2 separate regions of the Mus musculus genome follow, and region 2 is linked to region 1. The links are chromatin contacts, called in public Micro-C maps. All regions are on one chromosome and are shown on one strand. The core of a region is the stretch at or near the end of the contact, and the rest is flanking DNA. Distances in the headings are between cores, read along the strand shown.

Region 1 (5,931 bases), core at 1,584-4,083:
GCTGCTCAGCCTGACTAACTGAGCTCCAGGCCTGTCAGAGACTCAAGAAGGTGGATGCTCTTCCTAAGCAAATAGTACCTGAAGTGTTCTCTGGCCTCCACATGTACACACGTGCATCCACATGCATTTCAATACATGCATGCACACCACACATGCAAAACAAAGAGGCACTGGCATCCACAGTGGTCATTAGCGGCCCCTCCTACACCATGCCTTCCCATCTCTATATGTGATCTCTCCCACAAATTCTGTGCTAACGGGTGCCACCTGAACCAATGTCCACATCGTGCTCAAGCCAGTCCCACCACCACGTTCTAGAATAATGAGCGAAGTAAGCCGCAGGTAACTGTGGAGTTACTCGGCCTCAGGCGGCTGTTACAGTAAGAGAAGTACTAATGCGCTGCCTCCTGTTGAAGCCCGGGCTGTCCTTGAGACTCGCAGGAGACTGGCCATCGAGAGACACAGCCTAATTCCCAGGTGCGCTTCTATCCTCCTTCATCGGGAGTCTGTGTTCCTTGAGAGCATGAGTGCCTGCCGTCACCGCAGTCGGATGTCTGTGACTGGTCATGTTGAATGGATGATGGAATACTGGGAACAGGCAGCCTTTCTGTGCTCCGTGTCACAGTCATCCTTTCTGCGGCTGGAAGACTCTCACAACGGAAGGGACAACGGCTTTACTGAGCTCAGTTCCAGGTCACAGTCCATCATTTTGGGTTACTCATAGCCACATTCACGGTCAAAAGCAGAGAAAGATAGGGGACCAGATGTGGTGACCCAGAGTTAATCACAGCCAAGGCCAGCCTGGACTACATACCCAGCTCCAGGCCAGCTAAGGTGCCATAGCGAGACCCTGACTTTAAAGAAAAGGCAGAGTGAGTGAATGCATGTGTGTTTACCCACAGCCTCCTCCTCTTCCACACAGTCCAGGACTCAGAGCCAGGACAGAACAGAGCCCACCTGAAGGTGCGTCTCGCCACCTAACGTAACCCAATTAAGAGACAGGTGGACTGTATCACACATTCCCTCATTGAGTCTCTTCCCAGCGGTTCTCAACCTTCCTAGTGCTGTGTCTTTTTAATACCCTCATGTCGTGACTCCCCAAAATAAAACTATTTTCATTGCTGTTTCATAGCTGCAATTCTGCTCCTGTTATGAATTATAATGCAAATGGTCTTATGTGACCCGCAGATTGAGAATGTTCTAACATGTTCACCTGACAATTACACTACCGGAGGCACAGCGGGATGCTCTCCGTGTTTATGGAGAAAATGGACAGTTTTGCACGATTTGATGAGGCTATTGGGTAGAAATACAAATCTCATCCTTTAAAAATCAGAATAAAGAGCTGGAGAGATGGCTCAGCGGTTAAGAGCACCGATTGCTCTTCCAGAGGTCCTGAGTTCAGTTCCCAGCAACCATATCATATGGTGGCTCACAACCATCTGTAATGAGATCCGATTCCCTCTTCTAGTGTGTCTGAAGGTAGCTACAGTGTACTCATAAAATGAATAAATTAATAAATCTTTTAAAAAGTGGGCCTAGTGAGGAGCTACCCTCAGAAGGGTAATTAGCTCTCATGGGTCTCCAAATAGTTTTTTTTTTTTAATCAGAATAAAGATACAATTATAAGTGCACGGTGAGGAAAAGACTCCTCGAGCCTTGCAGTAGACATGGAGAGCGCTGGGAGGGGCTTCCGGGAGAGGAGCGGTTCAAACGGAGGGGTCCTGTAGGGAGCTTGTATGGGGCTGTGGACATTCCCATGAACGGAACAGGTGAAGGCACCGAATCGTGGAAGGGACGAGCCGGCCTCCAGACCTCCTATTGACATTTACCTCCTGGTGATAGTGAGGGCTGGGATGGCAAACCACTATATTCAAGAGCAATAACATCACCTGAGCTTTGGTCTGTCTGCTGATGGAATCAGAAGTGGTTTCCTTTGTCCCTGGGTCACCTACCTCGGTGCCTCTCATTTTTCTTTTCTTTGGGGATTTCCGAGAGATGGCCTATTGAAGCCCGGGCTGTCCTCAGACTCTCTATAGTGAAGACTAGCTTTGGAACTCTGCTCGTGCCGTCCCCTCCTAAGTGCTGGGGCCCCCCTCTCTGTCCCCCGCCCCCCACCCCGCACTGGCTAACTTGTTTCACTAATGCTGTTTTTGTTGTGTGGCTCTGGGAGGTGACCCCGGGGCCTTGTTTTGTGACACAAACATGCTCCTCATAGAGCTATGGCTCCTCGGTTTGGTTGGTTGCTGTTGATGGAGTGAAGCGGGGCCTCTCTTTATCCAAAGAGGCCTCAGCTGGGCTTGCCTCTCACACTCCAGTGTAGTTTTCCTGGCAGGCTTGTGCCTAACACTCACGTCGTGCTTTTAGATGATGTGAGAGCGCAGATTTGTATTGCCTTCAGCTAAGGAAAGGTGAGCCGTTGAGTTAAGAGCAGGCTCTTATCCCGTTCCCTTGAGCGTCTTTTCCAGTCACCTCTCCTCGAGGTTAAAGAGGAGCGGCAGACAGACTCAGCGTTTTCACACTGTCGCCCCATTCCTTCCGAAGGAAAGGGGAAGCTGGCCAGAAGTCAGGGAGTTTTATGGGCTACTAGGGCAGGTAGAGAATCTGAGGGAAGCGGGCCGGCAGGTTGCCAGGAGGCAGCCTGCGGTGGCAGCCAGCGCCCCTCTTCTTTCTGGGTGACTCTCCACCCTCTGCTGCGCGGCGGTGGGGGTGGGGACTGGCCTGGTCCGGGAACAGCTGCAGCGGGCGCTGGGCCCGTCTGGAATGCGGGAGCCGCTGCACCAGGACTTTTATGGAAACTTGCTGCTGGCGCGCGGCGGCCAGCGGGCTCGGGCGGCGGGAGCGGCGGGGGCAGCGCGCAGAGCCCGACACGCAGCGCGGAGCGGGAGGAGCGGCGCCCGGGCGGCGGCAGGCGGGTAGGAGGGCTGGGCTGGGCTGGGCTGGGCGGACGCGGCGGGGCTCCGGGCCCTCCTGGTGGCCTGCGCTCGGCCAGACCATCCTGGGCTGCGGGGGTTGGGGGTCCCTCGCCGGGCCGGGCGCTTCTGCTCCACCTGCATCTGGGCGGCTGAGTTTGGGGGAGAGTGTTTCCATGAGCCGAATGTGTGTACGCTCTCCGCCGGGGACCCCTAGGGTCCGAGCGGGCGAGTTCACTGTGGCACCCAACACGTGCCCACTGCGGACTCCGCCAGCTGTGGCTGAGATTTTAAAGAAATTGCGGATGGGTCCGTGGAAGCGGGGAAATTAAGGATTTATTAGGCTGCCATGCCCGGCCTCCAAATTGTTCCCCAGTGCCAAGACAGGGATACACTTGGAGGTTGAGCAGCTAGCTCTAAAAGTCAGAGTAAAGGCATCATATGTGAGATGTTCAAGAGTAATATATACATATATGTTTATATACACATATACATAACACATACATACAGGTCTCTCTCTTTGTGTGTGTGTCTGAATGAAGAAGGAGCAAATTGAGAGATTAGGTGATTGCTCAGTGGCTTGAGATAAGCGTTTTATTTTTAAGGCCACAATGTGGACAAGGAGTTGAGCATAGATAACGTGGTAAAAATAGCACATGGCATGCCCTCACAAAGTGACTACCCTTGGAAAAAGACAGACAGGCAGAGAAAAGAAGCCCCACGAAGAAATCACCTTTCTGACCGGGGCGTCATTCATCAACCAACTTTTGTATAGGAGCCGCGCGGCCCATTGCACGAGTCTCAGAAGTATGTTCCCGGTATTGTGAAACGAAGTTTTTAGACTGTCTTGGTCACACGATAGTGTGTGAACTACATAAAATTTCCCCCAATATTATTCATTTATATGTTGAACTGCCACTGTAAGAAAATCCAAATTGCATGTTTTTGTTTTTTTGTTTTGTTTGTTTTGCGTTTGGGTGTGTTTGTATGGGGAAAGTGCATAATTAACTGAAGGAAAGTCTTTTGTTTGTGCGTGGGGGCGGAGGTGGTAATATAAACAGATTTCATGCTGTGTAGTTGGTGCCTGCTAGGCAAGCTCTCTTGCTTCTAAGTTCTTTCCTTATCTATTTTACTAGGTTTTCCAGGCGAGCCTTGAACTCGGTAGTGCCGGCAGGCAGGACTGTGACCGTCCCAGCCTCCAGCGCAGTTGGAATTACAGGCCAGCACCCTGAGGCCCAGCTCAGCACTGTCCTTTGCCTGGTGCTTCTGAGGGCTCGTTTAAGGAAAGCCGTGTACAATTTTGTATTTTACCTGCAGCATTTGACTTGGAGAGCACAATGCAAAAGTGCGACACAATTATTTTAAATCTACTTTTCCTTCTTGCAGCTTTTGATGCAATTCAGTTTTAATAGATTTCCAGCTTACCTTAAAATGGAATCTGTGCTATTTTAGAAATTTTTGACATGTAAGGCTGATCATTGTCAAAATGTATGTCATTGTGAGAAGACTATATTTAGCATCAGGCAAGGAATGTACTATCTGGGTTTTGGAGAGGACTTTGCCCTGAAATCTCACTTGAAGCTTTAGATTGGGGCTTCATTTGTGAAAAGCATGGCAACTATGTGTGTACATTGTAGAGAGTAACTACATGCAGAGAGAGTTTGAGGCCAGCCTGGTCTACATAGCTCGTTTCAGGATAGCCAGTGTATATAATAGAGACATAATAGATTTAGTTTGCTTAGAAAGCAAGTGCCTGAACTGACGGGCTCCATTTGTGGGGAGAAAGCTCTATTATCTTGAAAACCCCAAAAGAATAAAAAGTATTTAAAAACTCTATCAGTTATGCATGCCTATGAGAATACAGTCAATGGCTGTCAAACCGTGGGCACGTGGGACCAAAGCCTGAGTGTATAGAAGTCTCTGGGTGTCTTCATTGTGGAGCCAGAGCATCTTGGTTTCCTGTATCAGTCAGAGGAAAATGACTTCACCCACTAACAATCGCATGTTTCTCTTCTTACTTGACCAATCTGGTCCACATCACTTGTATACTTTCTGTCCTGGTCTTTCTCCTGTTTTTATAATTACATTTGAAGTTGTTACTTTTTTTTCTTCTTTTTTCTTTGTTTTTTTCAAGACAGGGTTTCTCTGTATAGCCCTGGCTGTCCTGAAATTCATTTTGTAGACCAGGCTGGCCTCGAACTCAGAAATCAAGCCTGCCTCTGCCTCCCAAATACTGGGATTAAAGGCATGTGCCACCACCATCCGGCATTACTTTTTAAGATATTCACTGTGTAGTGAGGCTTATTTTGTGGTAGTGTATTTTTTTTGTGTGTGTGTACATTTTGACTCCATGTATGTGTGTGCACTGTGTGCCTACAGTGTCCACACAGGCCAGGAGAAGGAGTCAAAACCCCTGGAACTGATCCTCTACAAAAGTCGTAAGTGCTCTTGACTGCTTTAGCCCTTCAGTATACATTTTGGTAATGGTGTTATCGTAGGCATGGAAATCAGTGCCTTGTACATCCATGGCTTGTTACCAGGTTGGTGCCTGTGGCAGTGTGCTTTCTACACTCTAGAATGGGTGGATTTAAACTGAGAAATGTTCGTTATATATCATGATTTGTATCATAAAATTCACCCACACACAGTTGAAAGCAATGAGGGAAGCTGGGTATAGTGGTGTATTTGATCCCAGCACTCGAGGCAGAAGCAGGATCTCTGAGTTCGAGGTCAGCCTGGTCTGCCCAGTAATTCCAGGACAGCCAGAGAGACAGAATAGAGATTTCCTCAAAAACAAAACAAACAACAAAAATCCTTCTTAGGTAGTGTTATGGGAGTGGGAAGAGGAAGTCACTATAAATGGACTGACGTGTGTCAGCTTGTTGCCTAGAGAAGGAAGACAGCCATGAACTGATAAACAAATGGAATGATCTTAACTATGAAACTTAGACAGCACGGGGAGAGATTTTTTAAGAGAAAGGACTTCCAGAACCTCTTGTCCTTGTCTCACTTATTTTTA
Region 2 (5,407 bases), core at 542-3,041, 400 kb before region 1:
AGACGGGATAGATTTGGCAAGGATGCCCCTATGCTCCTGTCCCTGCTATCTCCAGCCCAGCTTTGAAAGCCTGTACTTTCTGCATATGCTCTGTCCCTGTGAGGCCGCAGTCTGCAGTAACAGTGACTAGCATCTTGCCCTTCCTACACCTCTCTACTCTGGGATACACCAGCTGTCACTCTCTAAGGCTGATGTAAACTTGCTACATCTGTTTCCAAGCTGGCTACAGTGTGTTTTCTCTGACCCCTCTCTCTTTACTAGGTTGTTGCTGTCACTTGCTGGATTTACTAAAGATACTAAGAATCATGTATCACCTCGAAACAAAAACAAACCCTAACACTAGCAACAGAACCCAGGAAAGAAGGACCTCAAGAAGACCTACAGGAACTGGCCTCTTCAGTCCCGTGTGCTTCTAAGTCGACTAAGCCACCAGGCCCTAGGATTTTCCAAGGACTGTGGAAATGATTGCACAGGGCAGAGATGGCTTTGGCTCCCTCCAAAGCCTGCTGTCAACTAAGTGAGAGGAACATAAGTGGAGACATTCTCACAGAGGACACCAATGTCCTCAGAACTGAAAAAATCGCCCCCATAACATGACACATTATTATGGCATGTGGCTTCAAAAATGTTCACAAATTTTATTTAATTCTCAAAATTGAGCTAATTAAAATTTGATCTCCCGGGCTGGTGAGATGGCTCAGTGGGTAAGAGCACCTGACTGCTCTTCCGAAGGTCCGGAGTTCAAGTCCCAGCAACCACATGGTGGCTCACAACCACCCATAATTAGATCTGATGCCCTCTTCTGGTGCGTCTCAAGACAGCTACAGTGTACTTACATATAATAAATAAATAAATCTTTAAAAAAAAATTGATCTCCCTCCCTCTGCTCAAATAAAGCTGTAGCTTGAGCAACAGCGGCTTATGTGGACCAAGAAATAGGTCCAAGGAAAGATCCTGAAACAGACATTCAAATGGTGAGTTTTTAATTTGAAGCATTTAGAGTGCTGGTTTCTACCAGACCCCAGATGCCAGGAGTCTGTATGTAGCTTTTGCCTCCTTTCTTCCACATACCCTCTCCAGAGTGGGCCCTTGCAGGCAGTTAGAGATCATATTCCCTGGAGACCCAGAGCATCTCTCAAAGAGCAGTGAAAAGACATCTGTGGGAAATGAGTCATCTTGGTAGCTGTGGGGAGGATGGGTGCACCTTGGTCTGTAACTGGGTAGGCACCAGTACACCTCACCAGCCGTCTCCTGTTAGGGCGTTCTGATGGCCCTTGGGCCAGTGACCACTTTGCAGTTTAAAGCAGACCCCAGCTCTCCACCACTCAGTCCTCTCTTCCTCCTTCAGCTCCTCCCAGCAGAAAAGATTCTTTGACTGCTCACTAAATCTTACGCTAAGGATTTCAGGCCTTCTACTCAAATGTTTAAGTTGCTCCAACTTTTCTTAAGGGCTGGGTACTCCAGTGTTAAAAGACCCAACAGAATCCTTCCTCTTTCCCTACTTCCAACTCCCTATCACTGAAAGGCCATTAACTTAAGAATATATGAATTCTCTGACTTGGGTTTTTCCCCCCTGGAAGAGCTCCTGGAGGAGCTCATGATAAGTGGTGTCTGTCTGTCTGTCTATCGTCTGTGGTGTGTGTGGGAGTGTCTGTCTGTGGTAAGTTTGTGGGGGGGGGAGTGTCTGTCTATAGTGTGTATGGTGTGTCTGTATAGTGTGTGTGTGGGGGGGTGTCTGGTGTGTGTGTCTGGTGTGTGTGTCTGGTGTGTGTGTGTGTGTGTGTGTGTGTGTGTGTGTGTTTGTGTGTGTGTGTGTGTGTGTAGAAGCAAAACTGTATCCAGCTCCAATCGCCCGGTTCTTGGCTCCTTGGTGCCCTGGCTGCCCTGGCTGCGTTGCGGGCTGGGGAGTGACTGCAGCCCGCGCGTCCCCACCCCCGCGCCCCGCGCCCGCCCGCGCAGCGTGACTGGCGGCCGCCGCAGCGAGCTCCGGAGGCGCGGGCCGAGCGCGCAGAGCCGGGAGGCGGCGGCTGGTGGCGTCGGCCGCGTGGTCCTCCTCCGCGCCCCTCCCCTGGCGCTCGCGCTGCCTGCGCCCGGGAAGCCGCTGCTGCTCGCTGCTGGCTGGCGCGGGGACCGGCGCGGACGCGGGGGCGACGGGAGCGCGGACTGCACAGCTGCCCGGGAGTCGCTGAGGGGACCCCGGCCTGAGCGCATCCAAGTGAGGGCTGCGCCCCGCCAGCCCCAACCTCGGGAGCTTCCCCTCCTGCTCCCCACTGCACGCGCGCCGTACAGCCATGAACACCAACGACGCCAAGGAGTACCTGGCCCGGAGGGACATTCCTCAGCTTTTCGAGGTAAGAGGCTGGGGTGGCCAAAGGATCCCCAGCGAATGTCCCGAGGGCCAGTGCCCGGCTGCACCTTCCGGTGTAGGGTCCCTAATGAAGGCGCTCACAGAGGCTCGCCGTTCCCTTCGCCCCAGACAAGTCGCCTTGTGCGCTCGGGTCGCTCGGGTCCTTTTCAAATGCAGGCTTCGAAACCCGTATCTTGGGATCAAGTTTCCCTCTTCAAGCTGGGTACTGGATGCAGGCTGTCCCCAGAGTATCCCTCCGAGATGGGCACCCAGAATGGACAGCAGATCGTGGCCTGGCAGCACTCTCTGGGACTGAGGGTCAAGCCAGGTGAGACCAGTGTCGCCCACACGGAGGCAGGACAGGAAACTGAAGGTTCCAGAGTCCTAAACATTCCAGGCGCCAAGCGTTGGGACCCCTTGCAGGGGAGGGAAAGCGTGGACGAAGCGACTCTCCCGGGGGGGACGGCTTGAGGAGAAGGATGAAGATGGAGAGGGAGAAAAAAAACCCACACACGCATATATACACACAGCCCAGCCGATCCAGTGCAGCGCTATCTCCTGGGTCCCTGAAGCTCTAAGCGGCCAGTCAATGAACTCCCGAGCGCGTTTGCTGGTTGCTTGAAAGGTCCTCCCAGCCTCCAGCGCCAGCCCTCGCGCCCACCTACACAGACTGGGTTCGACTGGGAGCGGCCAGACAGGCGTGACTCCTGTTGCTGGCCTCTGCTGGGCTTAGCAGCAGCATCCAGCATCCGCACCAGGGACAGGGGATAGGAATGTGAGGAAGGAGGCTTGAGGAATGAGCTAAAGGTACCTGCTTCCCAGAGAGAAGTCCTGCTTCCTATTATTCTCTCCACATTCCGTCTTAAAACACCCTAAATCCGAAGCGCTTTTGCTTAGGTTATAAAACAAAATAAAAATTAAAAAAAAAAAAAAGGACGGCACCAATCCAAGCCTCATAGGATGAGCCTTAAAAATTTTGGCCTCCAATTCTGAAGGAAATGGAAGAGTAATATTATAAACCAAAGGCCACACATTGTTCTTTTTCCTGTTTAGGGGATTTTTTTCTGTTAGAAGGAAAGTGCAGTGCTTAAGACAATAATTTTTGCAATACCCCCAAACTATGTTTATTTAACCCAGGATACCATAATTACAGTGCTTGGACAGCTTTTTTTGCTGTTTTTGTAAATGTGGAAATGAAGAGCTGAAATATTTTTTTAAATTATAAATGTTAAGACCAAAACCGATTTTATTTCTATGCTTCTAAAAGAATGATAGATACACGCCTGGCGGAGTCTCCTGACATTTCTCTTCCGTGGTGCCAGGTAATGTACAGGGAGCCAGGGTGGTCTGCTCACAGAACTCTGTATGGAGTGTGCTAATGAGCCCTGGTAGGTAGCTGCTTAGGCTTCAAGCTTCCCGTTGGCTTTTCTGCATATGAATGGAATGTCCCCAAATACTGCACACACTCAAAAGGACGTCAGCTTGCTTACCTGAGAGGCACTAAACGCTGTATACTGAGACTCAGTTCAGGACAGCAAAGAGCTGGAGAAGACTATAGAGACTTCTAGGTTCCATTTGAACAGTGAGACCGATTCACTGCACAGCTTAGAGGGAAGCAGGACCTGATTGTCCATGTGACGAGTACAGACCACAAAAATCCAACACCTCAGATTTCTAAAATGGATTTTCTGTGCCAGAATCCACACTGTTCTAAGTTTAACCAGGTGCCTTCCAAAACCCCAGATGGTTGCAGATAGATAGTACATGCCATTACAGATCACAGTAACAGGTGGCTGATGCAATGTATCACCACCAAAGCCTAGAATATAATGGAACTTTTCAGATCTCTTTGGGTGGTACAGAGTATCTGCTAGGTTTGTGGTTGAAAAGTACTCCCGCTTTAAAAATAAATTAAAAACAAAACACAACAGAACGTTTGCAGCTGGTTCTGCTGTGTTCCTAATTCGCCTTTGTAATATAACTATTGGTCTCTGACCTTAGATCAGAGGTTGGCAATTAGTTGAATGCTATCAAAAGTCTAACTAGATTATTTACATATTCAGAGGGTTAACTCAGAGACTAAGCAATAGCACCAGTAGACTACCTATATTCAGTCCTGGGCTGCTGCTGGCACTTAGGAAAAAGGACTTAAGTTACCAGTGAAAGACTGAAGCTCACTGTTACCGATTTAAGAATCAGTGCCCTTTGGGGAGCTAGTTTTGTTTAGGAAAACTTGAAATGTCTGTCTCCCAGTTGGAAAACTTGCCTTGCGTATACCCACCCAACTTAAGCCTTTAGGAAAAGACAAAATTAACAGGCCTGGATTTTAAGTATTAATATTGTGGCTGGGTTATATATGGGGTTGAGAGAATCTGGTATTTTGATTTACCCCATTCCATGTTTTTATAAAATATACAAAGAAGGTTTTATGAGAAGCTGGCTCGGAGTCCTGAACCTAAGACCATCTGAGTAAGTATGCTTAAGAAATCCACTGATAACTCTGAAACACGATCTGCTGACCCAAACCTAGAGGCAGGGATGCCCACAGGCTTGAGTGTACACAAGGGCTCATGGGAGAGCCACAAGACCCCGTGTGTCGATGCAGTCGGTTCTGGCCCACAGAGTAACGGGAGCGTGGGAAGCTAACCTGCCGCACAGAAATCGCATGACACTTCCTCTGCCTCCTCAGCAGCTGAACTCATCTGATGGAACCACAAACCCAAACCCATTCCACTCAGGGTTCCCGAAAACAAAGGCACCTGCTGGGAACTGCCTGCCCTTGGGGGGAAATGGAACTGATTTAAAAATTAAAAGCTGTGGTAGGGTTTGTCAACCTTCGGAAGGTTGTGTGCCTTATGCATTAGTAATGTATAGGTGAGAGTAATGTATAGGTGAGAGTAATGTATAGGTGAGAGTAATGTATAGGTGAGAGTAATGTATAGGTGAGAGTAATGTATAGATGAGAATAATGTTTGCTTTTTCCATGAAACATTCTAAAGGAAAATATTCTTTGCACTTCAGACCAGGTTCCAGGAGTGGACATTTTCAAAGATGTAGAAT

The links. A called contact is a pair of places that touch in the nucleus more often than the background predicts.
Region 2: a Micro-C map of embryonic stem cells shows a contact between it and region 1, with 4 times the contacts expected there. The contact joins the promoter of Ak5 here to the promoter of Nexn in region 1. A contact is called at or near these places in 14 of 39 promoter capture datasets (the 3T3-L1 cell line, 3T3-L1-derived adipocytes, the C10 cell line and 9 more), 4 of 484 Hi-C or Micro-C datasets (all in embryonic stem cells) and 1 of 9 other capture datasets (adipose tissue).

The regions. Positions count from the first base shown.
Region 1 is chr3:152,262,697-152,268,627 of GRCm38.p6, reverse strand. It overlaps Nexn (nexilin), which reads left to right and starts at 2,833. Exons shown (of 14, transcript NM_001357206.1): 1 at 2,833-2,915. It overlaps Gm31999 (a long non-coding RNA gene), which reads right to left and starts at 2,108. Exons shown (of 2, transcript XR_376257.1): 1 at 1,956-2,108; 2 at 1,590-1,867.
Region 2 is chr3:152,664,744-152,670,150 of GRCm38.p6, reverse strand. Ak5 (adenylate kinase 5) reads left to right here and starts at 1,791. Exons shown (of 14, transcript NM_001081277.2): 1 at 1,791-2,351. The coding sequence starts at 2,292. AI115009 (expressed sequence AI115009) reads right to left here and starts at 3,238. Exons shown (of 4, transcript NR_040386.1): 1 at 2,319-3,238.